5 separate regions of the Mus musculus genome follow, and all the other regions are linked to region 1. Evidence: chromatin contacts called from public Hi-C, HiCAR-type, HiChIP or PLAC-seq and promoter capture Hi-C data. All regions are on one chromosome and are shown on one strand. Each heading gives the region's core, a stretch centred on a gene start, on an enhancer-like site or on the middle of the called end of the contact. The rest is flanking DNA. Distances are from core to core; before and after follow the strand shown.

Evidence for each region. Promoter capture Hi-C pulls out the DNA fragments that hold promoters and counts their contacts. A called contact is a pair of places that touch in the nucleus more often than the background predicts. HiCAR-type assays count read pairs that join an accessible place to other places. HiChIP or PLAC-seq counts read pairs in DNA pulled down with a chosen protein or histone mark.
Region 2: an H3K27ac HiChIP or PLAC-seq map of the NIH/3T3 cell line shows a contact between it and region 1, with 2.4 times the contacts expected there. The contact joins two enhancer-like sites. A contact is called at or near these places in 1 of 39 promoter capture datasets (the 3T3-L1 cell line), 2 of 15 datasets of contacts at CTCF or cohesin (both in the NIH/3T3 cell line), 17 of 484 Hi-C or Micro-C datasets (the C2C12 cell line, the MC38 cell line, the N1E-115 cell line and 14 more) and 5 of 115 datasets of contacts at active chromatin or transcription factors (the NIH/3T3 cell line, bone marrow-derived dendritic cells, effector CD8 T cells and 2 more).
Region 3: a HiCAR-type map of fibro-adipogenic progenitors shows a contact between it and region 1, with 3 times the contacts expected there. The contact joins two enhancer-like sites. A contact is called at or near these places in 1 of 15 datasets of contacts at CTCF or cohesin (the NIH/3T3 cell line), 2 of 484 Hi-C or Micro-C datasets (embryonic stem cells and nephron progenitors) and 3 of 115 datasets of contacts at active chromatin or transcription factors (embryonic fibroblasts, embryonic stem cells and fibro-adipogenic progenitors).
Region 4: a contact with region 1 is called in a promoter capture Hi-C map of liver. The contact joins the promoter of Fggy here to the enhancer-like site in region 1. A contact is called at or near these places in 13 of 39 promoter capture datasets (the 3T3-L1 cell line, 3T3-L1-derived adipocytes, the C10 cell line and 8 more), 3 of 15 datasets of contacts at CTCF or cohesin (CD8 T cells, the NIH/3T3 cell line and large pre-B cells), 15 of 484 Hi-C or Micro-C datasets (CD4 T cells, the N1E-115 cell line, the STO cell line and 11 more), 4 of 115 datasets of contacts at active chromatin or transcription factors (the 230-238 cell line, bone marrow-derived macrophages, heart atrium and 1 more) and 3 of 9 other capture datasets (adipose tissue, liver and macrophages).
Region 5: a contact with region 1 is called in a Hi-C map of the C2C12 cell line, with 2.7 times the contacts expected there. The contact joins two enhancer-like sites. A contact is called at or near these places in 3 of 15 datasets of contacts at CTCF or cohesin (the NIH/3T3 cell line and large pre-B cells), 10 of 484 Hi-C or Micro-C datasets (the C2C12 cell line, the N1E-115 cell line, Sertoli cells and 5 more) and 6 of 115 datasets of contacts at active chromatin or transcription factors (CD8 T cells, the NIH/3T3 cell line, bone marrow-derived macrophages and 3 more).

What each region holds. Positions count from the first base shown.
Region 1 is chr4:95,316,997-95,322,023 of GRCm38.p6, reverse strand. No RefSeq gene overlaps it. Among named protein-coding and RNA genes, the nearest start is that of Gm32240, 110 kb to the right of the region's middle. RefSeq lists an enhancer at 3,290-4,495. Within about 2 kb of position 2,678, at least 109 of the 459 cell types and tissues checked have an H3K27ac peak or open chromatin away from gene starts, as enhancers often do. A contact at or near this core is called in the C2C12 cell line, the MC38 cell line, the N1E-115 cell line and 12 more, where this site is marked.
Region 2 is chr4:95,158,354-95,162,945 of GRCm38.p6, reverse strand. Junos (a long non-coding RNA gene) reads right to left here. Exons shown (of 5, transcript XR_867920.3): 4 at 1,491-1,755. Among named protein-coding and RNA genes, the nearest start is that of Gm12708, 33 kb to the left of the region's middle. Within about 2 kb of position 1,480, at least 294 of the 459 cell types and tissues checked have an H3K27ac peak or open chromatin away from gene starts, as enhancers often do. A contact at or near this core is called in the C2C12 cell line, the MC38 cell line, the N1E-115 cell line and 6 more, where this site is marked.
Region 3 is chr4:95,499,023-95,504,160 of GRCm38.p6, reverse strand. No RefSeq gene overlaps it. Among named protein-coding and RNA genes, the nearest start is that of Gm830, 14 kb to the right of the region's middle. Within about 2 kb of position 3,695, at least 19 of the 459 cell types and tissues checked have an H3K27ac peak or open chromatin away from gene starts, as enhancers often do. A contact at or near this core is called in fibro-adipogenic progenitors, where this site is marked.
Region 4 is chr4:95,554,620-95,559,584 of GRCm38.p6, reverse strand. It overlaps Fggy (FGGY carbohydrate kinase domain containing), which reads right to left and starts at 2,078. Exons shown (of 16, transcript NM_001113412.1): 1 at 1,994-2,078. It overlaps Gm40206 (a long non-coding RNA gene), which reads left to right and starts at 2,219. Exons shown (of 2, transcript XR_867942.1): 1 at 2,219-2,766; 2 at 4,961-4,965.
Region 5 is chr4:95,098,885-95,103,831 of GRCm38.p6, reverse strand. The region is part of intron 1 of Junos (a long non-coding RNA gene); the gene reads right to left. Among named protein-coding and RNA genes, the nearest start is that of Junos, 49 kb to the right of the region's middle. Within about 2 kb of position 2,946, at least 51 of the 459 cell types and tissues checked have an H3K27ac peak or open chromatin away from gene starts, as enhancers often do. A contact at or near this core is called in the C2C12 cell line and the NIH/3T3 cell line, where this site is marked.

The DNA of each region.
Region 1 (5,027 bases), core at 1,429-3,928:
ATGAGTTGCTCTCCTACACGAAGTGTCAAGTTACTGATTTTAGCTAATTTAGTATCCCTATATGTGAAGTCCTACTTATACTCTACCAGGTCAGCAAACAGAGCATTCCCAGAAAAAAAAAAGGGGGTGGGGAACTGAAGACAGGAGGGCCTCATGTAGATCACTGATACTTGTTGAAGGATAGTTGATCACACTGTAAACCTCAAGATTGTGTTATTTTTTTAAAAAAATGCTGTTTCTAGTTGTGTTATGGTTCAGCCTTGGCACACACCTTTAATCCTTCTGGGAAGAATACAGACGTGCCCTTATTACACACCTTTAACTCCAAACAATGAAAGTAAAGTTAGTTTATAGAAGGAAGCACCCATGTTTGAAAGTAATGTCTAATAGAGTGGCAGACAAAGTGATGAATCAGAGTAAAATTTGACAGAATAGGATACACCCAACTCTCAGGAGAAGAGAGAGGAAAGGGAGACTACTTAAGAAAGAACAGCGCAGAAAAAATAAAAAAATAAAAACAAGAGTGGGCAGTCAGTTTTACCAAGAGAGCTTTACAGAGACAGATTAAAGAGTGAAAAAGCTAAACACAGGTGAAGACAGAATGAGCCAGAGAATGAACCAGAGAATGAGAAGAAGCCAATAGAGTAGAATATATTGCCAAAGTTAGTGTGAGGTTAAGTAGACAAATCCATTCAGGAGAAGCAGAGAGAGAAAGAGAGAGAGAGAGAGAGAGAGAGAGAGAGAGAGAGAGAGAGAGAGAGAGAGAGAGAGAGAGCACAATTTGAATCTGTCAGCTTGGAGAGGAGTTTGAGTCAGAACAGCTGAGTTGGATCAGCCTGGCAGAGATCAGGAAGAATATGAAGAGGTGAGTTTATTCTGAAGTAAGTCTCAGAGGCTTAAAAACAGCCCAGGCCTAGATTAGATTGTATGGAGGCTAGAAGCATCCAGGACTAGGACTAGGTTATCAGATGATGCAGTAAGCCTCATAGACAACAATTACAACAGGAGATTAACAGTTATGTTTATACATATTGCTTGCATTACAGCAGAGATGCCCTACAAAGTGGACTTCCCCTCTACCAGGAAGAGTGGCCCTTGACTGTCTCCTAAATGTGTGTCATGGCTTTTCAAGTTGACCCCCCCCCCTAAAGCTCTACCACCTATAGGTGTTCAAGGCTCCACCACCTGCCTTCTCCAGCCTCCAAAGGTGTTAAATGCTAGAATCAAGTAACTGCTTGCTTCTCATCAATGCCTCTGTACTGCTAGTTTTATGTCTGTTCGACATAAGCTAGACTCATTCGGGAAGAGGGAACCTCAGCTGAGAAAATATCCCCATCAGATTGTCTTACAAATAACAGTATGGAGCCTTGTCTTTATTGATGATTAATGAGGGAGGGCTCTGCTCAGTGGAGCCAGTGCAGTCCCTGGGCTGGTGGTCCCAGGATTAAATAAAGCATGCTGAGCAAGCCACTAAGAAGCCCTCCTCCATGCTTTCGGCTTCAGTTCTTACTTCCAGGCTCTTGCCTTGTGTTCCAGTCCTGACTTTTGTTACATCTCAAGCCCAGAACAAAAGGCTAAAGTGCCTACCCAATATATCAAAGCAAACCTGGCCACCAGGCTCTCCCTATATCCCTCATCCAGTACCTGGTACAAGTTATGGCTGCCATATCCTTCCATCTAACCTAAGCCCTAGCCCTTCCCCCCAGCTGCTCTTTCCTATATAATTCAATCTTTTAGTTACCTCGACTTTTCATTTACCCTTTACCTTCTTGGCCTCTTGGTCTTGATCTCCCCTCCCCACACCTTCTCTCCATGTGGCCTGGCCCAGGTCATAACTACTCTGGAATCTCCCAGATGTCCCTGTTCCTGGCTATGTCTCCCTTTTATCTATAATAAACTTTCTCCTCTGCCATACCTAGGTGTAGTCATGTCCTTTCCCTTTTTTATTTTTTTATTTTTTATTTTTCTATTCAACTCCCTTTGACAATGGGCTGTGACATGGAACTGTAACCTTGAAATAAATTATTTCCTGCCCAAGTTACTTTCAGTTACGACATTTTATTACATCAATAGAAACCCTAACTAAGACAGCAGAGATGCCCTGCAAAGTAGACTCCCCTCCTCTCCCAGGACTCAGGCCTCTCTGCCCTTCAGTGGATAGAGAGGTCATCTATCAAATCTCATGGACAGTCTTCAGTTTGGCCTGTTCTTGTCCACCTGAGATATTGCACAGCAGTGATCTCCCTTGGAGGTATACTGCCCAGAGTGAAGCTAGCAAAATTGTCAAAAAGTTTGATGAGAGGTAGGGAGAGGGAAAAGGAGAAGGGAAGGGAGAAGCAAAGGAATTTGAGTCATATTTTCTATTGGTACTAATAGCAGAAGTCAAGCATTACTATTCCAATTACAAGGGTTGAGTGACTTGTTCAGGACACAGAGCCATCTCGAAGGGGAAGCTCAGGACAGACAGATAGATCCAGAACTCAAACTCCAGGCTTGATTGCAAGCCGAATCTCTTCATAGCACCACATTGCCAGGCTGGTGTTCTCTAAGGGCCAGGTACAGATGAAGATGGCTAGTGCTGGGAGAGTAGGCACAGTGGTCTCCCACTACAAGGAAGGGCTAGCTAGGTAGCAGGCAAGAAAGGCATCCTTGTCTACAGTGTTGACGGGGCCTTTACAGTCCAGTCAGTGCTTACTCATCCTCCAGCTGGGAAGGGATGCACTCCTCCCCCAGAGGGTCAGATAAGGGTGAGAAAGTTTCTGTAGAATTGGTCTGAAGAAGAATCGGGAACCTGGAAACACTAGCCTGATTGGTACCGTGCAAGTCTAGGCTTGGATCCCAGCCCTGCCTGTGACCCTGAGCTAGTTCATGAACTTGTCTGTTTTCAGTTTGCTGATAATCCTATCCGCCTTGACAAACTTTCCTGTCCCCTCTCTCATTCCTTTTCAGGACGGCCGTGTTGTACCCAGGAGTAATCTTTAACAAATGTGAAACTAATAAGTCAGGACTCGTACACTACTGAATTAGTTTTCAGTAAATAAACCCCATTCATTTCTCATTGAACTTGAGACTAAATCCTCCATCATTCTGTGATCTCCTGTGTCTCAAGTGACCTGTTCCCTCTCTACTTCTCTACCTCACAACCCACTTCACAGACATTCTTCCAGCCCTACTGTCTCAGAGCACCCCTCCCCCACTCAAAGAGCCTTCATGTCCCAAAGCTTTCTCCTTTGCCAGCCCCTCCTTTCTCCTGGTGAGTGCTAATCATTTGCATGTCTCAGCTTCTCCTCTGAAAAGCAAACTGCCTCACACACTATTGAAACTCAATCACTGCTTTGCAGTTTCTTGCTACTCTGTATTTTCTTTCAAAGTATGAAGCAACACTTGCAGCCATGCATCTGAGCGTGTGATTCCTTGATCATGGTTATCTCCATAAGCTGTCAATCCTTTGAGAACAAGGTGTGAGCCTCGTTTGATCCATTCTGTCTAACTTGGAGCCATTCCAGTGCCCCGTTTATATTAGTTTACAAGCTCAAGAGATGCATGGGATATTGAACACTGGTGGCTGAAGGATATGTTAAGAATATTGAGGACCTTTAGGAGATCTTTGCAGCTCTGTCCCTGCTGTTACCCCCTCAATGGATATAGTCAGACTATAGTTCTCAGAAGTGGGTACAGCTCCTCCTTCCCCCCATTAAGAAATTCTGACACGGACCCTTAGGGGTTCACTGAAAGCAGTCACTGTGCCTGTGGAGCCAAGCTGAGCAGATCAGATGGCAGACCCTAGTACCCAGGGGATCAGGAATAACCTAGCAGGGAGTTTGGAAGGTGCTGGAGAGCCAGCCCCTTGGGTCTCATCAGACTGAGCCCTCCCTGTCTCTCCCGCCCCCTGCAGAAAGCTGCTCTGCCTGGTCCAATGCCAACTGGGCTGCTGCTTGTTTTGTTGTATGTGCTGCTAGGCAACTGGCCTGTTTTTGCTTATTTACCTCCCCTGGGCCATTTCACAACACTTAGTAATAGGCCTTGCTCTCTCTGGTGCACATCTGGTTTACATTAGCCTGTCAGAGCCCCTTTGCAAGGAGAGCTTGCCCTTCTCTCAGTGGTGACCAGCGAAGGCTCCCAGGACCCAGGCTGCTCCTGGGCGTTGATCACTCACCCAGTCCCCAGGGGCCTCCACCCTGCAACCTCCTACATGGTTTTCAACACTTTACACATTTACAAGCCCATTGAGGAGGAACTTTGGGAGGAGAAAGGCGAGGGAGGGTTCAGGACTATAAGAGCAGGAATTAAAGTTAGAGAGCATGCCATCAGAGTGCCTGAGCCCCAACAATGCCCTTGTTGACTCACAGAGAGGGACAGTTGCCTCACCCAGGACACAGGGACTCAAACCTTCCCACCAAGACCACCTAGCATTAAAAAAATTGTGGTTTCTGTGAAGGGTCAGTTGAGAATCAAAACTTTGATAAATGCCATTTCAAGACAGAAAAAGAATAAAAGTTTTTTGTTTTGCTTTTTTTTTTAACCTGTCTACATAGGATTCATTGCAAAGCAGGGTTAGCCAAAAATGAATAAGAAGGACCAAGATCAAATTCAGGGCACTTCTCTGGTCTCTTTTGCTCCACTGATCTGGCAAGCATGGTCTACTCAGAAGGTAGCCCACAGCCTTCACAATGACATTCAAGGCACTTTAGGTCTGGGCCTTATTACTTCTCTGACCTCATCATCCTCCCATCCATCCCTGCTTCCGTAGGGTATACCATGAAAAAGAGTGAAGTTTTCTATTATATGGAAGCACTGAGCAGCTGTGCACAGCTCTGAGAACAGAGCAAGGACTGGGCTACCACTCCACTTCTCTATCAGTCTAGACCACTGCATAGTAAACAAAGTGCTTGAGGTCATGAACTCATATTCAGTGCTGTGTTTTAGGGTTTCTACTGTTTCAGCTTGCAACTTTCAGATCATACTCCATCACTGAGGGAACTCAAGACAGGAACCTGAAGGCATACTGCTTACCAGCTTGCTCCCTA
Region 2 (4,592 bases), core at 231-2,730, 160 kb after region 1:
AGGCAGCAGAAGAGGGGTGGAGGTGGTGGGGGTGGATCAGAAAGTCTCCTGGAGCAGACAGTGGCCTTCTTCTGGCATCCAGACTTGACTAGGTTTTCTCCAGGTTGAAGAGCTTGGCGAAAGGGAGGATGGGAGGCTATGCGGGGAGGATGGGAGGCTATGCAAAGGAAAGGAGGTACCTTTGCTGAGGCAAACAGGTGTGACCCTGCTGGGGTGGGGTGTGGTCACTGGAGGAGAGAGAGCTAGGTGTGTGACACTTAGGCTAACGAGGCAGGAAGATCACGAGTTCAAGTCTGGGAGTTGGGGAGATGACTCAGCAGATTAGAGCTCTTGCTGATCTCCCAGAGGACCTATGCTCTCCTCCCAGCAACCAGCATAGGGCAGCACCTAACAGCCTCTAATTCCAGTTCCTGTCTTTTGAACTCCTTGGGCAAACACACACACACACAAGCACGCACGCACGAAGTGGGGGAGGAGCAGGAGGGGGAGAAAGAGGAAACGAAATATTTGGTTTTTTTGTTTTTTTTTTTTAAGGAGTTCAAGGCTATCCCCAGCTACTTGGTGAGTTAGAGACTATTCTAGGCTATATAAGGACAAGTCTCAAAGAAAGAGAGAAAAATTAGATACTGACCCAGAGTCTGAGATGAGCCAGTGACTTCTGGAAGCTTCAGAGTCCTCACCTGTACAGTGGACATAATGCCGGCTTTCCAAGTTTCTTTATGAAATGAGACACATGCACGACTATATCCTGACTCAGTGCTACTCTTTATATTCACCTCATAAAACTCCCTCCCTCAATAAAATTTTTTAAATGAGCATATTTTTACTTATGCTCCCAGAAGCACTAAGAATCTATCTCATGATTAGTCATACGCCATAACAATACAATTAATAATAATGTTAATTACTGCTGATTGAAGGCACTAAGTGCTTAATATGTATAATCTATAGCTAATCTAACCCTCGGAGCGTATCTAAAGATAAGTATCATTACTCCCATTTTATGGGTGAGGATAATGAGACAGAGAAGTTAGGAAATGTACACAGGTCACCCGCTGGGTAGGGATAGGTCTGGCCTTTGAGAAGAAAAAAAAAAGTGCATCTACAAAAAGGTCAGAGTAGAGTGAGGAATGCCCTGAGTTTGGAGTTCATGTTGGTCTTGGCGATCTCCCTCTGTTTCTTTCTCAGAAAGAAAGCAAACATTTTAAGTGTCCACGGAGAGAGGGGCAGCCTTACAGATGAGGAAGAAGGGTCCGAGCTCAGGCTCCCCCAGCCGCCCAGGACCGTGGCTGTCCTGCGCAGGTCCCTGCGCTGCCCCTTCCCACCGTGGGTGGCTCCCAGCGGCAGGGAATCACATTATCTGTTGGGAAGGCGTCCAACACCCTCCTCCCGCCAGCCAGTGTTTGCTCAAGGCCTAGCTCTTCAGAAACTGAAACCAGCAGCCCGAGCTGCCAGCCTGAGGACGCCCGCGGGCTCTGCCCAGGCTTTACCTTCTATGGGGAGGCCCGCGGAGGGCGGAGCGAGCCGGCGCCGCTGACGTGGCCGCCCTGCCCTCGCCCCGGGCGCCCGCCTCCTCCGCGCCGGGTGTGGGAGCGCGGGGCTGGGAGAGCGAGGTGCGCGGGCGTGGGAGCGCAGGAGCAGCCGGCGTCTGGTGCGGGAGGCTGGGGTGGCGAAGCGCGGGCGGGGCAGGCGGTGGCGGCCGGAGAGCCCGGGGCGAGCAGTGGAGGGCAGGAGAGTAGGGCGTGAGTCTTAGAGCTAGGAGAGGAGAAAGAAAATAATGTCTGGTCATTATGTTTGGCGACAGGGACCGAACCTAGTACCCAAGAAGCGCTCAGGACATGTTGACAGTGGTACTGTCCTTGCCCATCCGATAGGGGGACAGTGTGCCCTATGAGTTTATGAACTTTCTTCCTTCACAGTGTTTAGGCACAGACTGAAGGAGATCAGGCGATCCGAGAGGGTGTAAAGGATGAGAATGGATAGGGACTCAAACTTGCTGTCTCCCAACACTGATGTGATGACCTCAGAAAGCTTGAGCGGGACAGTAGCTGAATTAGAATCCAGAAGGCAAACTTAGAAAAGCACTTTGTAAACCACTGACTTAAGACAAAGGTCTCTTTCACCTTCAGAGTTCCTTCAGCTACGTCCTCTTACTAGCAAAGCAAATAAACCCACAATTTGCTTCCTAAATAATTAATCAAAACCCAGAAGTCACTCAACACATTTTCAGTAAATATTCACTGGAAATGTCTAAGTACCAGTTGTGGCCAAGTGCTATGCTGGGCACTCAGGGGGTGGCAAAGGAGACGAACAAAGGCTATGTCCTCATGCATTACCCAAACTGTTGGACACAGAAATCGAACAACTCAGATACTGACATCCAACTAACCAAAGATACAGGTGTGTCTACAGTAGACAGATAATGTTTTCAGTCAAAAGTAAATAAAGGTGTCTTTCTCTTCTGTGGCCTCATAAGTAGAGAGAGAATCTTGCCTCTGTACATGAGCTAGAGAGAGAGGGGGGAGAGAGAGAAAGAGATAGAGAGAGTATTAATTCTGTTATGGATCTAGCAAGTCCAAGTTCCTGAGATTAGCAGCATAAGGCTGCGTGGAGAAAGCCTACAGGAAGAGCCCATGGCTTGCTTCCTGTTTATGTGTCCCTCCTCACAAGAAACTCCTAACAGATGGCCCCCACTCAGTTCTCAGTGAGTGAGTGTCTAAGAGGATGACCTTTGAAACCAGGTTTCAAGAGTTGACTTCAAGGCCTGTCTTAGCAGACCTCTAACCACGGGCCAAGTACTTAACCTCTGTGTGCCTATGCTCCTATTCTGTGAAGTGTTATGGATAATACCTAGTCCACAGAATTCTAGGCATTAGAGACGGTGCTTTAAGCAGGTGGCAGGGATTCGGTGTGTGCGCAGCAGTGCTTTGGTGCTCTCTGCCTAGAGAAACCTTCCTCCCCCTTTCTCTTCTGGGAGAGTGTGTATTTATAGTCCAATGTCACCTCCTTTCTGGAACCTCCCTTGCTTTATTGGCAAGGTAATTGGATGCTTTGTCTTCTATGTTCCCATCTCTTTCATAGTACCTTAGAGGACCCTTCATGCTCCAATTAGGTTGTCTAATGTGGTGTGTTTTCCTTCTTTATTCGACTACAAGTTCTTAAAGAGTGGGGACTATCTACAATTTGCCCCATCTCTAAGAAACCAGGCAGTCCCCAGAGCAGGGTGAGCTCTTGACACTCTCTTGAGTGAGTGGGTGGATGGGTGAGTGGGTGGGTGGATGGGTGAGGGGGTGGGTGGATGGGTGAGGGGGTGGGTGGATGGGTGAGGGGGTGGGTGGATGGGTGAGGGGGTGGGTGGATGGGTGAGTGGGTGGGTGAATGGGTGAGTGGGTGGGTGGAGGGTGAATGAGTGGGTGGATGGGTGAGGGGGTGGGTGGATGGGTGAGGGGGTGAGTGGGTGGGTAAGAGGGTGGGTGGATGGGTGAGGGGGTGGGTGGATGGGTGAGGGGGTGAGTGGGTGGGTAAGAGGGTGGGTGGATGGGTGAGTGGGTAGGTGGATTGGTGCTGATGGATGGATGATAGGTGAAGTAATCCTCCCAGGACTGTGAAATTCGAGTCCAGAGTCTGTGTTTAGTTTATGTGGAGAATATCGCATTTTTGAGTTTCTGTTTTGCCATCTGGATCTTGGAATAAAAGCACTGTATTTGGGGGTCAGAAGTTTAGGGCAGATGTATACATACATGACAGCACACAGATGTATACATACATGTATACATACATGACAGCACACAGGAAAGACTGCAGAGGAGTCAGTGTTTGTACTCTAGCCCCAGCTCTACCCCTTGTTAACAGGATGGTCTTTGACCAATCTTGACCTTGTTATAATGGGGAAGGCAGAACACACTCATGACCTGTTGAGAAAATCAAGAGATATTCTTTGTAAAAAGCCTGGGGTGCAGAACATATATATATTCAGAAATTAAACTTGCCTCCCTTCCACACCTACCCCCTTTGTCTGTTCTCCAGACACATAGGCCTGGACGCTCAGTACCCAAGACAGCTGTTCAGATGCCATATTTTGCTCAGAGTGACTAATGCCCCTTAAGCCAAGGTTGGAAAGCTGACTCCCGAACCAAGTTTAAACTTGAGTGCTGAGTTAGAAGCAGGGAATGCGGCTGACTGGTTGATTTAATTAATAAGGACACTTTTGAAAGAGAGCCCTTTTAAAACCAACAAACATTCCAAGGAAATTGAAAGCAAGAGCTAATCCATGATTTCATGTGTAGGTTTCTCGTGTGACTGAGAGAGTCCTTATGTAAAAATATGAATAATAAATCGTCCAAAGCCCACGTGAGCATTTTTTTCAAACTCTTAAGAGCAGTGGTTAGAATTGGCTTTGGAATCAATTAGCCAGTTAATTGGGGTACTATGTTGTAACAAATCTTAACTGTCCTTCTACTACACTATAGTATATTCTAATAAACTATTCAAAATCCTCCAAGTATACTTATCAGTTACTACTGGACCTAGAATATTAGCACATCACACATGAAGCCCCCCAGTCATCCCCCACCTTCTTACTCTGATTTCGA
Region 3 (5,138 bases), core at 2,446-4,945, 180 kb before region 1:
CATGGTCAGGATGGCTCACCCCTAGAAAGCCATGAAAATGATAAATAGAGTACAGTATCTCTAGGGGCAATGTGGATCAAAGCCCAAGCTGATGATGCTCAATCTATACTCAAAAGAATATACATCACATGATCAAGAGGCTCTCTATTTTCTGGACCTAAGTTAATACATGAATTCAGAATCTACTGACTAAAGAATACAGTACCCTATAATATCAAAGGAGTGCACTTAATTGATTTCTCCAGAACCTTCCCCAAAAGTGCATACAGCATTTTATGTGAGTAAGCATATACTATGGACAAGGGTTACGCGGGCATTTCATGGACTTCTGTTCCCAGGTTCTGGGTTGACAGCTTCATCTTGGAATGAGAAGTATTGTCAAGCCTTTTCTGCTAAGTAAGAGTACACAGGACCACTAAGTAAATGGAATCCTGGCCTAAGTCCCTCTCAGAGTATCCACTGGGTCCCAGCTGGCACAGAGATTTTAATGTATAATTCAAATGTATGCGGCAGGGTGTTGATCCTGCATTTGGTCCTTGGCTTGGAAGTAACTATGAAAGCAGGAAATGGGAAACAAAAACCTCTTAAACTGATACTTTACTGGTCACAGTAGCAAATTAAAAATAATATTCCATCCCAGGAAGATATAAGATGAGGAAAATTATAGTCATTAAATACCTTAAGAGTGCAAGGGTAGCAAACTCTTCCTTTTCCATTTAATTCATCTGTCTGGTCTAATACTATGAGGATCATTCCTAACATCTGGTCAAACTACTGAGTCTGTGTGGGTCTCCCTACTCTTGTAGATCATTGGTCAATACAATCCATAAGCTGTGGGAGCAGAGACATCAAACAGGGGGGAAGCCTTGTGAGTAGTACAGTGAATAAACCACATGAGGGTCCTAGTCAGTAGGCAGATCAACTTTGCTTAGAGTGATTGAAGGTTATAAAGTTTTGGGGGCAGGGATATCCAGGATGGGCAAAGGTCATTGGCTGGAGGTACCTGGAATGCCTCATTAGCACAGGAAAGCATTACAGATATCTCAGGTGCTGGCTGACCAGGTTTTCTCAGGAGAAAGGAAATTGGTCCTATAAACTAATTGAGGCTATGTGACATTTCTCAGGTAGAGGCAAGTGTGGGGGCTTAGAATTCCCCGGACAAGGTCAGAGAAGAAAAAAACTGCTCATAAAGGAAGTCTCCCATAATGAGCAGAGCTCAGAAGCTATCCATCGGGTCATGGTGGATTTCGACCTTAATTAGCAGAGTTTTCCCAAAAGTCTGACAAAATGTTCAGTGAGAGAGAGCATCAGACCAAATCTAAATTTCTGATAAAACAGTTTTCCTTGAAAAAGAAACGAACAGCTTCAGGATATGTTTGAAGGGGAAGTAACTGACCAGACTCAACATATATTGTGGATATAGGTTTGTCTTTTGGGCATGTATAACTTTATCTAGAACTACTATTCAAGGATCATTAAATAAATCATCAATAAATATTTGAGTAGAATAAATATTATGTCAAGTAACTCACAGTAAAGAGGGTAAGCTGGTGATGTATGATTGGATTCGTTGATCCTATTATAAATCATATAACTCAGATCTTGCACGGTGACAGAGGGATGGAACAACCACTTGAAGAATCACCCAAAGCACCAGGTTTGAGGTGTGGCTTTGCAACGATAATCATAATATCCAAGAATGCAATAAGTGTACTGAATCAATGACCCACAATTTGGTATTATGTCCCCATATGTTGGATTTGTTGGTTCATGAACAAAGGAGCAGAGGTTGTTCTTATTTACTGTTACTTCTAATATCCACGTGGAGAGTTTGTGTCTCTTGTCTGCACTAGCCTGGACTCAACTGAATTGAAATCATATTTTCCAAAGGAGGAATCTCCCACCAGATACATTCTAAGTGTCCTGTTCAAAGTCCAGCTGTTGCTATCTTCTGGCCACCCTGGGAATTTGAGTTCAATGGAAAGCAGGGAAGAAAAGGAATCCGAACTGTAGACAAGTAATTAGCTAGAGATGGGATATTTTCTATACAACCAAGGTCTGAAGGGCTAAGTTTGACCTTCAGGGCATCCACTGTGCCATCTTTTGGTTCTCTCTGTCATCTAGTCTTAGATGACCCTCATGGATGAGGGTCTGGACTAGCCGGCTTTGCACATTAACTATGTGTTAGAGGCGAAGAGTTTATAAGATGGAGAAGAAGATGTAAAGGATAACTATCTGAGGGATCAATTGCAGCATCATGGATGAATCTGTCCTAGTCATCTTCATCTTCTCATAAGAAAAAGGGAAAACTGGAATGCTGTGATTTTATTCCAGTTTAGTTGTGCTTGGGAGCTTAGCCTGTGATTTTGAAAAGCACAGCTACAGTGGGTATTCAGCTGCCCCACAGATACCCTGCTTAGGAGTGACGCTCTCGTTCTTCCAAACGCCAAGTGTCTAATGAGCATCTAAATGAGAAAACTTTGTAGCAAGACAGAAGATGTCTGTAAAAAGAAAACATCTAATGGATTTCTAGTTCTGTCAAGATTTAAATTTGTAATGAAGATGATATTTGAAATTAAAGACTTAAGTTAGAAGCTACTGAAGGTCATTTTTTTCATCCCAGAAGGGCTCATGGCACTGGGAGAAGTCTATGTCTCTCGGTTCACTAGCATACCTTTCAATCTGTGGCTGCAGGCAAAACTAGTCTATGGACCAGACACCACACTGGACTCAGCGTGTGGTGGCTGCAGCTGTCCCCCTCTTTCTCCCTGGGGGTCCCCTGGGGCATGCCATATTTCTCTCAAACATTCTTGGAATATTTCATGATTCATTCTTGAAGCATGAACTTTTTAACTCTTTTCCCCTGGAGGATTTTTTTTTTTCCTAGCTTACTTACAGGTTGACATGGAAACTCACAGAACCTCTGTAAACAGATCAGGAGAGATACCATTCAGTGGTCAGTAGCCTATTCATCTTAGCAAGCCTGACTTGCTGAAACTCACTCATTTATTTGCTTGCTCCAGAATGCATCACAACAAAAAGAATCTTATTTTATTGAAAAGTGACTTGGTCAGAGGCACAGCATGATGTAGAAGCTATTTGCATTTCAAATCAATGAACCCATGGTGCCTGACTTAGTATACTTGATTATACTAGATGAGGAAATGAGCCAATTTCTTTGCTTTGTTAATGATTCTCATGACTTTACATAATATTTTTAAATTATAATAATGGGATAGAAAAGTTGAACTGGGATGGCCCTAGATTCCTAATAAGAGAATGAAAATCCACAAGAAAAATTCTTTGGAGACAGAACTAATATGTATCCCTAAAGATTTACAATTTTTTCACTTCTGATGTTCTAATAGCCTTCAATAGATTCATGATCACCTCTCCTGTAGCAAAGGGAATTAGGACCCAAGGAACCAATGAACTTCCTCAAGTTTGCCAAGCTGCCTAAATCAGCTCATGTAGAATGTTTGAGGTCTTTTCACAATCCTTCAGTCTCTGGATATAATTGTCATGTTTGTGAAAGGCTAAATTTCCCCAGAACTGAAAGCATCCCTTGCTCAGAAACTGGGCAGATCTTTGCATTTTCTTAGGAGGAAAGAGACTGTGATAGTAGCTGTTACACCCTACTCCATTCCCCATGCCCCACCCTCTGACATCATGGGTGTACAGCTCATTTCTGGAAGGAATCACCTATAAAAGATCCACCCAGTGGCTCAACATCATAAAAATGAGTCCATGCTCTGAGCCAGTCGAGTAAGTCCCAGATCCCAAAGCAAAGCAAGAAGCCAACGGTTTCATGAATTTCAGCCCAGATACCAGAGCCTTCGACTCAGAGCTTGGAACCATTAAACATATTCCAGTAGTTCCATGTCAGTGACTTAAGATTATAGTTCTATAGGATAGTCTTTAAATAGATCCAATAGCCTTGAGAACACAGCATCAGTGCTTAGCATGACAAACAAAGTTATTCATGACATAAGTCTTGCATCAGTACCTCTTTCCTTTCCTTCCCACTCATATAAGGACATGGAAGTACACCAAGCATCACACACCCCTGGCTCTTTGCAGAAGCTGGGATTTCTTGTTGGTGCTTTTCTTTTGTTACCTCATCACTGTCTAGATAATTCTAACCCCAGCCTCACCTTTCCTATGAGAAGTCTTCCTGAAAGTTCATGTCAAGGTAAGGTGTTCAGCTTATCATCATGAATATCTGACATTGTGCTTCTCTGTTTAATCAGCCTTAGGCTGTGAGCAGCACAGTCACAGAGAATGCATCTTGACCAACAGCAGCATCCTTGGAGCCCATCATGAACAAAGTAACTGAAGAGCTTGTGGATATACACATCATCAGAGTGAGGCCCTTCTAGGTGATCACTCAGAAAAGGTATGTCACGCTGACTGTTCAACTTCTCAGTATTCGACTTCTGAGTCCAATTTTCACAGACATCTTGAGCTTTCTTCCTCACACACATCTCCTTCTCTTTCTGTTCATTCACATCTTACTCAGTTACTCTTCCGTCCATGCCTAGAATTTCCACTTCAATCAAAAGTAGCCAAATTGATCTACAAAGCTGCCGTACCTTCTGCTTCTCCAGACTGGAACATCAAAAATGTTCTATATTCAGTTCCCTTCCCAACTCCAACCAGCTTTCTTAGCAATCCTTACATAAATTTTTTGATGTTTACTCTGACTTACTAATAATCCCTTATAGGCAAAGGATTTGCAACAGGAGAGAGAAGGAAGTGAAAATAAAATGCTATCTTACCCTGTTTGGGAGGTTAACAAAATATGTTAAGAAGGTAACAAAAACTTTTTATTCATGGTTTTGGGGCCTTTGGAATATAAGATCAAGGCAACAAAAGATTGGTGTCTTTTACGAGCCCATTTCCTGGCTTATGATATTTGTGCGTGTTCCTGTGGCAAACAAGTTTCTTCAGAAGTCTTTTTTTTGTTTGTTTGGTTTTGTTTTTGTTTTTTGGAGACAGGGTTTCTCTGTGTAATCCTGGCTGTCCTGGAACTCACTCTCTAGACCAGGCTGGCCTTGAACTCAGAAATCCACCTGCCTCTGCCTCCCAAGTGCTGGGATTAAAGGCGTGCGCCACCACCGCCAGGTCTCAGAAATCTT
Region 4 (4,965 bases), core at 829-3,328, 240 kb before region 1:
TCCATACTATTATTTTCCATCCTAACTTCTACTACAAACCTAAAAACATCTTAGACCTAAAGTCATCTCCCTGCTGTCCATGATGTGAGTTGTTCCTACCATAGTGAACTGAAATCGTGAGCCAAAATGACTTCTCCTGCCTTAAGTTATTTTCTCATGGGTTTCTCATAGCAACAGGAAGTGTAAGGAGGCTTTTAGATCAAATGGCTTTGTCGCTGGCATTCCTCACATACAGCTTCAGGCCCAGATGACTTTGCTAGTGAGTTCTACTAACCACTAGAGAGAAAATGTGTGTGTGTGTGTGTGTGTGTGTGTGTGTGTGTGTGTGTGTGCATGCGCATGCGTGCACACGCGTAAAAATACTCCCTAACTGATTCTTTAAGGCCAATATTAGTCAGAAAATATAACTCAGAAAATACAAGAAAGGAAAATTACAAATCAAAACCCATTATCATCAATGATGCTGGAATGCTTAAAATCTCAGCAAATGGAATCTAAAATATACAGTTAATTGTATGTCAGTCACTACTACATGGGGCTGCTACTAACTACCCTGGCTGAGAACACCTCTCTGCCTGCGATCATCTCAAGAGTTAAATGATCTCTATGGCACAATCCAGACAAAGAACTATGTCAGACTCCCCTTCTGGCTGGGAGTTTAAAGACGGGGCTTTCCCCAACCTGGTGTTGTTGTTGTTGTTGTTGTTGTTGTTGTCGTCGTCGTCCTTAAAAAGGCTAATAATTGGCTGTAGTTTTTAGATAAAGGTTATAGAAAAAGAACTAAATTCCAGAAGACAAAGCCCAGCAAAATTCATGAGAGCCTGGATAAGAACCTGGCACCCTTCCCAGAAACACAGTGCTCCACCAACTGGGTTATTCCCTCCTCCTTACTTGCAAACTTTGACTTCCTAATCCTAAGCCACCCCCCCCCCTCAAAAAAAATCATCCATAGGCCCTCCTCATCCCCTATTTTCCACCCCAGACCCCATCAGTCAGGAGCAGTCCTCTGGGGCTCTTATTCATACAGCCAGGGCAGAAGCCTTTAAGTCAAGACCAAGCATGACAGCTGCATTAGAAGGAGACTCCAGAAGACAGACTAGCAGCACCCCCAGCTAGCAACAGAAAAGAGAAACATCAGGACTCACATAGCTCACAGTAAAGACGGGAAACCCTTTAAAAAGGACAAGAAAATGAAACAAAAGACAAATCTACAAATCCAGCCACAAACTCAGACTTTAATTCTTCCTTATGGATTTGCTCCCTAAAAGCACAATCCAATGGGACCTTTTGAATTGACACACACACACTTGATCAAAAAAGAGTCAAACTTGGCCACAGTTTGCCCTTTAACTAGGAGAAGAAATTCGAGCTAAAATGTAAGCAGTGCTCCAGTGAATGGACCAGTGACAGAGGAGTTCCCCCACAGTGTGTGTCTCCATCCTGAAATGGTCATGAAGTTCATAAACATGGAAAGATCCCCCTATACCCTTCCTGGCCTGCAGCCCTGTAACAAGACAGATGGCATTATCCCATTTAAACTGAAGTACGCACCAAACACTATCTCCAGATGCTCAGCTTCTATAGCCTTAAACAGCACCAGCCTTGAAACGCTTTTACATTGCCAAACTTGAAATCAACGACTTAAAATGTTTAGAGAATTGTCCCCAAATTGGGGTGCGGGGCGGGGGTGCATTGCAAAATTCTCTTTTCTGGGAGAAAGAAAAAACACTTTATTTAATTAACTGTACACTACTCAGAGAGATAGGGCCTTAGGCCCCAGACATCTGTAGGGCAGTCATTGGGATGCAGTAAAGGCCTCTCCCTTGGGCAAGACACCTCACCCAGAATACACAAGAAACTGAAAGGCCAACCAGTGGCCTGGCTGTGAGACCCAAAGGTGAAGGAGGGAAACATTTAGCAGGCTAGAGAAGCTTTTGGGGGGAGCTGGCTAAGAGCCTGCGTGCCTGCAAGAACCCCTGGGAGGGTCACTTACTTGTCCAATATGAAATCACATTCTAGCTAGCAGGCCAGCAGGCCACCATGCACAGCCGCACCGCACCCAGCAGGGCGGTCCAAACAAGCTGTGACTCCGCCCGCTTCAGTCCAGCCCCTCCAGCAACCCTTGTAAGGAGCAACCTGATTGGTCCTTTGAAACGGGCACCGTGAATGGCCAGTACTTGTGAGCCCTGCTCCTCCCCACTGTACTGTAAGTCTTGGGTTTGCATTTCAAAATCCTTTCGCTGCCTGGATTTTAAAGATGCCCAGGCAACAGAGACGGCTCAATCTAAGCAATCCCCTCTGAGCGCCAGCTAACCTAGCCAACCTACAGTATGTGGTGGATATTTCCTGTTAAATCGCCCTCGGCTGAGCACCAGGATTGCTATGGGCTTCAATTCCTTGAACCCTTTATACCTGGTGCTTTTCAGGAACTCTCACACTTTATGCTGTGGTCGAGGCTTTGAGGTAGAGACGACACCGTAAATCTAAAAGATAGATGACCCCTGCCTTTGAGAAGTTGACATACCAGTAAGCTACATGGACTCTCGGTACCCTCATCGCTAGATACTGAGAGTCCAAAACCGGTTTGGCTTTTTTTTTTTCTTTTTTTTCTTTTTTCTTTTCCTGGGGACTATTCCAAGGTTGCGAAAACCAACCCTTCTCGATAACAGAGACTTCCTTAGTCAGACCTAGTGTGTTTATTATGTTAAGACTAGTATCCACATGACCTGAGAGTAAACGAGTGATCGATCTCTCTCCGTCATCCAGGTAAGAACTCGGTGAGGCTGAGGCCACAGGATTAGTCCTGCACTCTCCTGGAGGTCTTGGTTTGGATTTATTTTCCTCTACACAAGCAGTGTTCAACCTTCTTTGGTGACCTATATCAGATATTTACATTATGATTCATAACAATAGCAAAAGTAGATATGTGAAGTAACAAAAAATATAATTTTATGGTTGGGTCACAACAACCTGAGGAACTATTATAAAGGGTCTCAGCATCCGGACAGTTAAGAACCTAACTGTTAAGATCTACACTATGATTGCATTTCCAGCTATTCAAAAAATTGTCTGCACAGTCTCAGATCTGTTACTTAGTCATGTGGACCAAGCATACAACGGGAATTATAATATTAAGACCTGGTTGTCTTTCTTTCCGGAGCACTATGAAGAACAAATTAAGTACCAGACATGTATATGTTTTGCAAAAGTTTGGATGCTTAATACACATGCTACATTGGCTCAGCTCTTCCTTAATGTATCCCAGAAATGCAACGCGCCTGTTGCCTCACAGTCTATGGCTTGGGTGGGAACCTGAAAGGTCTCCTCGTTGCTAAACATAAACTAGTGTGTTGGCCTTTGTGGATAGCTGTTTCTCGTCTTTGCTGTATTTGAGTTTTTATTTGAGTCCTCTTAAATAGCATATGACCAGTAGCAAAAATAGTGTTGTGGCTGGGCCTCCAGCAGCCATTTTAAACAATAAAAGGACCTTGGGATAAAAGGCACACAGAGGAAAGAAACACGGTGAAAGAAAGTGAGTCCCTAATGCTGTGTACACCAGACCAGGCTGAGTCCAAAAGACCCCACAGCTCAACTAGCACTAGAAATCAGGTGACTGACCTCTACTACAGAACCATCTGAAACTACATCACAGAAATGTTGTGCAAACGGTCGGATGCTTAATACCTATTATGCATTGCCCCAGCTCTTCCTTAACCTATCCCAGAACGGAATGTGTCTGCTGCCTCAGGGACTATGGGAAATGTACATTTTCAGGCTACAATTTATGGAAAGAAATAACAAATCTTGAGTACTTTATAAAATACTAGCTGACACAATGTGGCTGAAAAACAGAAGAGGAAATGGCTCCATGCAGAAGGCAGCAAGCACATGGGATTGCCTTTCTTCATTAACAGTCTGCTCTCTGAAAATCTAACTCACTCCAAGAAACCAGCATCAATCCCATTGGAACCCAGTATTCCCAGTGACATAATTACCTCCCACAAGTCCTCACAACTTACATGTTCTACCACTTGTCAACATCACCACACTGGGGACCAAGCTTCCAGCATATGAATCCTGTGGAGACTAGATCAAAGCATATCTAAATTACAGCAGTAGAGTATACAGATGTATACATATGAAGTCATGCTCACTCTTATACACATGTAGTCACACAGCTGCAAATTAAATCATGATACAAACAGATATACATAGACACACTGATAGAAATCACACAACCACATGTGTAGCCAACCACACTTTGTATGACCATATTTGTATAGTCTTACATTACCACTTCATCCTCATATATCATACATATAATTATATTTAGGCACACAAGCACATAAATTTAAAGATACAGAAAAGCATATGTACACAAATAAACAGATGTATGCATAGGCATACATGAATACATAACATCGTTAATGTAAACAATTCCTCATCTACTTTACATGACAGATTTCTGTTAACAAATGTTCTACAGGGAAAAGAAGAATGTGTTCACTTTTTGCAAATGTTCATTGTTTTCATTCATTAGTCATTGAGTATTTGATGGCAATATATAGATATAAGATAATAAAGAGTACACTCAGAAATGATAGTGGCATCTGAGTGCTAAGGTCTGTCATAAAAATTAATGACATTATTGCATAACATATGGGCCAGAATTCCTCTTGGATCATATATTCTCAAATATTTATTGCTCCCATATCCTTGAATAGTTTGAATGCCTCTGGAGTTGTAAATAATGACATCAAGATGTAAGATTATAAGGATTATAAATTATTAAGGATTATAAATAATTCTTTGCATTGCTTGAAAAACTGTAACTCAAATTTGTTGAAGCAAATAGCCACTTTTATTGATTCACACAATTGGGTGATTTAAGAAGAAACTGAAACTCATAAGAGTCATCCAGGAATTCCAATTATGTCTTAAATGACCATTTATTCTCCAGGTTTC
Region 5 (4,947 bases), core at 1,697-4,196, 220 kb after region 1:
CTTTACTGCTCACCAGAGTCTCCAGTTTACTAAGTGATAGAAAGTGGGTCCTGATTACTGGTGTCAAGGGAATCTGAAATAAAAATTCCATGATTCTCTGCTCCCCAATTGTATAGCTTTATTCAAGTTGTAGAACTCTCCTTACCGTACCTCCATCTCCTCATCTGAAAGCCATTACTAACATCAAAAAAGTAGCACTGGCTATGTCAGAAACATATACATGAAACACTCAAGACAGCTCTCATCCATAGTCACCAGTCCCCATTGTAAGCTCAACTGTCACTAACATTGCTGCCAATTGCAGTGAACACCTTCCCCCGATGGAACATGGTTGTTCCATAGTCAAAACTGGAAGCGTGTCCAGAAAGAGTTTCTATCCTCACAAAAGAAGATAACATGGAGGAAGTACGTGTTTCCAACACCCATGTGCTGTGTTCTTCCTACAGAAGAACAACCAAGGTTCCTTCCTGAGGGATCCCTAATGTGCAAAACTAGCATACAGGGGAAGACCAAGACTAAGGTCAGTCCATAGACTTTAAATTCTGCCACAAGGCTCTCAGGAGAGTATAGTTTGAAGATGGCCTCTTGAACAAGGAGCTGAGAGCCCTTAGTCTGGGCTCACAGAGCTTGGTGAAATGGGCATTCATCTTCTCTATAGATGTGGGCGGTATGTGCCAGCATCCCTCGTATCAGAGTGGAGATGTGAGATGGGTGGAAAGGCTAAGTGATGGGGTGGAGTGAGGAGTCCTGATGGAAAGAAGAACCTCAAAGGTGTTCCAAGTAGAGGCCAGAACTAAGCAGACGTGGCTCATGCCTGAACTCTGAGAACATGTGGGTCAGGGGTGGGGGTGGGGGGTGAGGCAAGAAGGTCAAGAATTTGGGGTCACTCTGGGATACATAGAATTCAACCCTGCCTTATGGGAAACAAGATCTCGTTCTTAAAGCCACTGAAGATGCTTATCCAAGGGGATGGTACAATCAACTCTCCACATTTTATTTATGCTGTTTTCCACTTTGATTCCAGACATGGTGAATGTTTTGTTGTGTAGATTGTTGTTTGTTTGTTTAAAAACAAAACAAAACAGAAAACTAATGTCTTATTTTGTAGCCAAGGCTAGCCTAGAACCCAGTAGGTAGACCAGGCGGCTCAAACTCACAGCTGCATCTGCCTCCCAGATGCTGGGACTACAGGCAGGTGCTCCCATGTCTGACTCCTCTGATATGTTTGATCAGTTATGTTTGTGAAAGTCTTTGTCATCCAAGAGCTTCACCTATCCCAGAAAACTTGATGACAATGGTAATTAAAATGATAATCTCATCATACTTATATATATATATATATATATTGAACTCTACTAACTATGTCTTAGCTTTTCTTTAGTAAGTGAGCAGATATAAGTGGTTGAATAGTCATTTCCTTTGCTTGGCTTGCCAACCAATGCCATCAGCTCCTGCACAGTAGGAGTTCTGACTGTGCCCATTTTATAGATGGAAAAGCTTGGATCAGAGAAGAAAAGGACTTTCTATAGCATCAGGGACAGTTGCCACTACTGCAGCATACAGGAGTGGTTGGTTCACTGTTAGCTTCATGAACCAACAGAACTGGCATCAACTTAGCCTTGAAGACAGTGTGCTCTGGGTCCCCTTTACTACTGGGCTTGCCCCTCAATTTTTGGGGGTGGTCTACTGAGCACTCACAGTGCCCACACTGTGCTGCCTGCTTCATCTCATAGTCCTCATGAGAAAATCTGAGTCATAAATACTGTGTTCAGGCCTCTATGATGACAAGAAACCAGAGCCTGAAGAGCAAGCCATGTGGTCATATTTCCCTTGTTAGTAAGAAGGAACTGGGACTGAGACCCAGGGCTTCTGAGGCTCAAGCCTTACAATTGCAGGGTTGTGAGCAGCCACATACATCTCAGACGGCATCCATGAACATGGGATATCCCGAAGTGACATTCCATGAGGTCAGAGCATGGAGGAAAGGGACTTTTAGAGGAAACAGTCTGCATCCAAGTCAACAGCATCAGTGTGCATCGTAGACAATCATTGACTGTCGAGGTATCTAAGCAGACAGCGTCTTCCTCTCAAGATGTACACACTGACAAGCCAGAGATCCTCCCGGGACCTTAGTGTTCTTACCGTAAAAAGAAAGAACCAAAAGGAATAACTTCTCAAATTGCTTCAAACCCAAATTGGCCATGACTCATCTAGAGTATTGGTAAGTGCTTTTCGTCTTTTAAGTCTAGGCAGAGATTTTCTATTAGACCTTGGTATGTATTGTTATTACAAGATTTGCCTAAGCCCACATTATCAGTCTCTTATTTCTTCCCAGGGGAATCTCAAGAGGTTTCTAAATTGATGGCCAGTGATTATATATAACAACAAACAGTGAGAGTAACTGTTCTTCTACTCTGCCTTCAAAAGAAGCAAACAAATGACAAACAAACACAAACCTGATCTAATCACAGCTCTGACTTTTTGAGGAGAGGCTCAGAGACCTGGATCAGCCCCATTTTCTCACCTGGCTTCCTGTAGGGCCTTGGCTTTGGAGTTGAGGGTGTTCTGCTTCTGGACAGTTGGGCCATGGAATCACAGATACAGAGAATCCATCTTGGACCTCAGTTTCCTCCTCTGTGAGTGAGGCTTCTCAGAGTGCTTGCTCTGCCTAAGTCAGAGCACTGTTCTGCAGATAAAAACAGCTGATGTCTGAAGAAGCCATGTCACATTCAAATGGAGATAAAGATGGTCATATTGTTTTGTTTATCAAGGTTCTATAGTGAGATAGCACATGAGAGAGAGGGGGGGGAGAGAGAGAGAGAGAGAGAGAGAGAGAGAGAGAGAGAGAGAGAAGTTATAAGGAATCAGCACATGTGACATTACCACAGACTCAGGAAAGTCCCAGGATTTACAAGATGAGTCAGCAGTTGAAAACTTGGAAGAGTCTGTGATTTAGTTCTGATCCATATCTGAATTCCAAAATACAGAAGAGTGGATATTGTGGTTCCAGTCCAGGGCTGGCTGGCCCAAGATCCCAGGAAGTGTCATTGATACACTATGAATGGGAACATAAAAACCAAACAAAGCCCCCAAAGGCTGATCATCCTATTCAAAGCTAGAATTTTTTTTCCTCCCTCCCTTTTCTGTCCAGGTCATCTCTTCAACTGACTGGAGAAGTGTTAGCCACATTAGAGAGGATAAGCTGCTTGACTAAGTCTGCCAAATAACCCACGGCTCTCATCTAGAAATACTAACTTAGAAACACTCAAAAAAGAAAAAGAAAAAAAGCTCTGAAGTTCAGTCAAATTGACACATAACTGTAACAATGTAACACTTACAAAGGTTAAACCACAAACGTATTAGAAAAATCAAACTTTTTGCCTACTCTCTACAGTGCCCTCCATATCTAGAATTAAAAACCCAGCACACAGTAGGACCTCAGAGCACGCTGAATAAATAAGGTGGAAGAAATGGAGAAGGAAGACAAAAATTTTAAGCCAGAGGAAGAAAACACACTATGCACCACTATGCGAGGCACACTTTCTTCAGTTATTCAGTCAATAATTGCATATTGAACTCTTAAGTAGTAAGGATTTGAAGCCACTCTATACCTTTGTAAGCATTTTTTGCTCACTCCTTACAACGTGCAATTAGTCACATCTTGTTTGTTCTGTTATTCTTGACCCTTGTGACGAGTTGAATGGGGCCAAAAAGGCTTGTCAGCAGGAAATGTGTGACAGTCACTGTATCTGGAGAGTCACTGTATCTGGAGAGGGTTTTTGGAAGATAGAGGTAAATATCTCAAAAGGAGATGGTCCTGGATCCTGGTGGGGTCTAAATCCAATGTCAAATGTTCTTATATGGATGGGCAGTGAAGAAGGCACTAGGAAGACAGAGCTAGATAACAGTGATGCTCTGTGAGTACTTGAAGGCTGAGGCCAAAGATCCAGGAACCATGGAAGATGAAAGAGAGGCAAGAATCAAACCTTTCCTCAGAGCCTCCAGTAGGAAATAAGCCACACAGACAAGTCACCAGCAGACTCACCTCCAGGTGTGCCATTTTAAGCTAGCCAACTGTGCACTCGTGAGAGTAATCAGAAAAGTAGTGTGCCCCCGCCCCTCGCCCCAACCCCGACCCTGAAATATAGACACAAGTGCATTCCAGGAAATCCTTCAGAGCTACCACTTAAAGGTGCAGGGTCAAAGCAAAACTATGACAAGTATTGGTAAAGAGCTAAAAATGCATCACTACCCAGATCTCATCTGGCCAGTGACCGAAAGGCTCCTGAGTGGAAGGCAGGACCTAAGGCTCTCTGCTCTTCTACTCTTAACAGCACATAGTCCTTAGACGAATATCACAACAGTAAAGGCTGCTGCTGCTTCCTCCTGTGAGCAAGAGCAGGCAAAGGCAATCGTCTCCCAGCTTACAAAATGGACAGGGACTTCTTCTCCAGGACATCCTCAGAGGAGCCACCAACTCTAACAATCAACAGGACCACAACTGTAGGAAACAGGATGGTGTGGGGCCCAGCTTGTCCTTCTACCGGTGCCCTGGCAGAACTCTGTCGCTTCACACTGATCCTTCACACTTCTCCTGTCTATGTAGCCTAGCAGTGCTTAGGAGTACTGCTGGCCTGAGCCCTCCTGTGTAAGAGCAACACCCAAGGAGACTCAGCACCCAAGGGAAGCAGACCCGTGGTCCTTCTAACATCACACCAGGGCAGGATGCTTTGACTCCACACTTAATGTGGCAGGTTCCTTCCTTTCCTTAAGCCTGCTTTGCCTTCTAGAGGATGTATAGGAGAAAAGCTGGCAAGTCGTAAGTGCTCCAATGCCACCGTTCTACCTTCTTCTCCAAAACCAATCAGAGATGCTTGCTTTGATGCATTCAGTTCAGCGGGTGGCAAACACTAGTGCCTCCCACAGAGCTGAGCCCAGTAAGTGTTT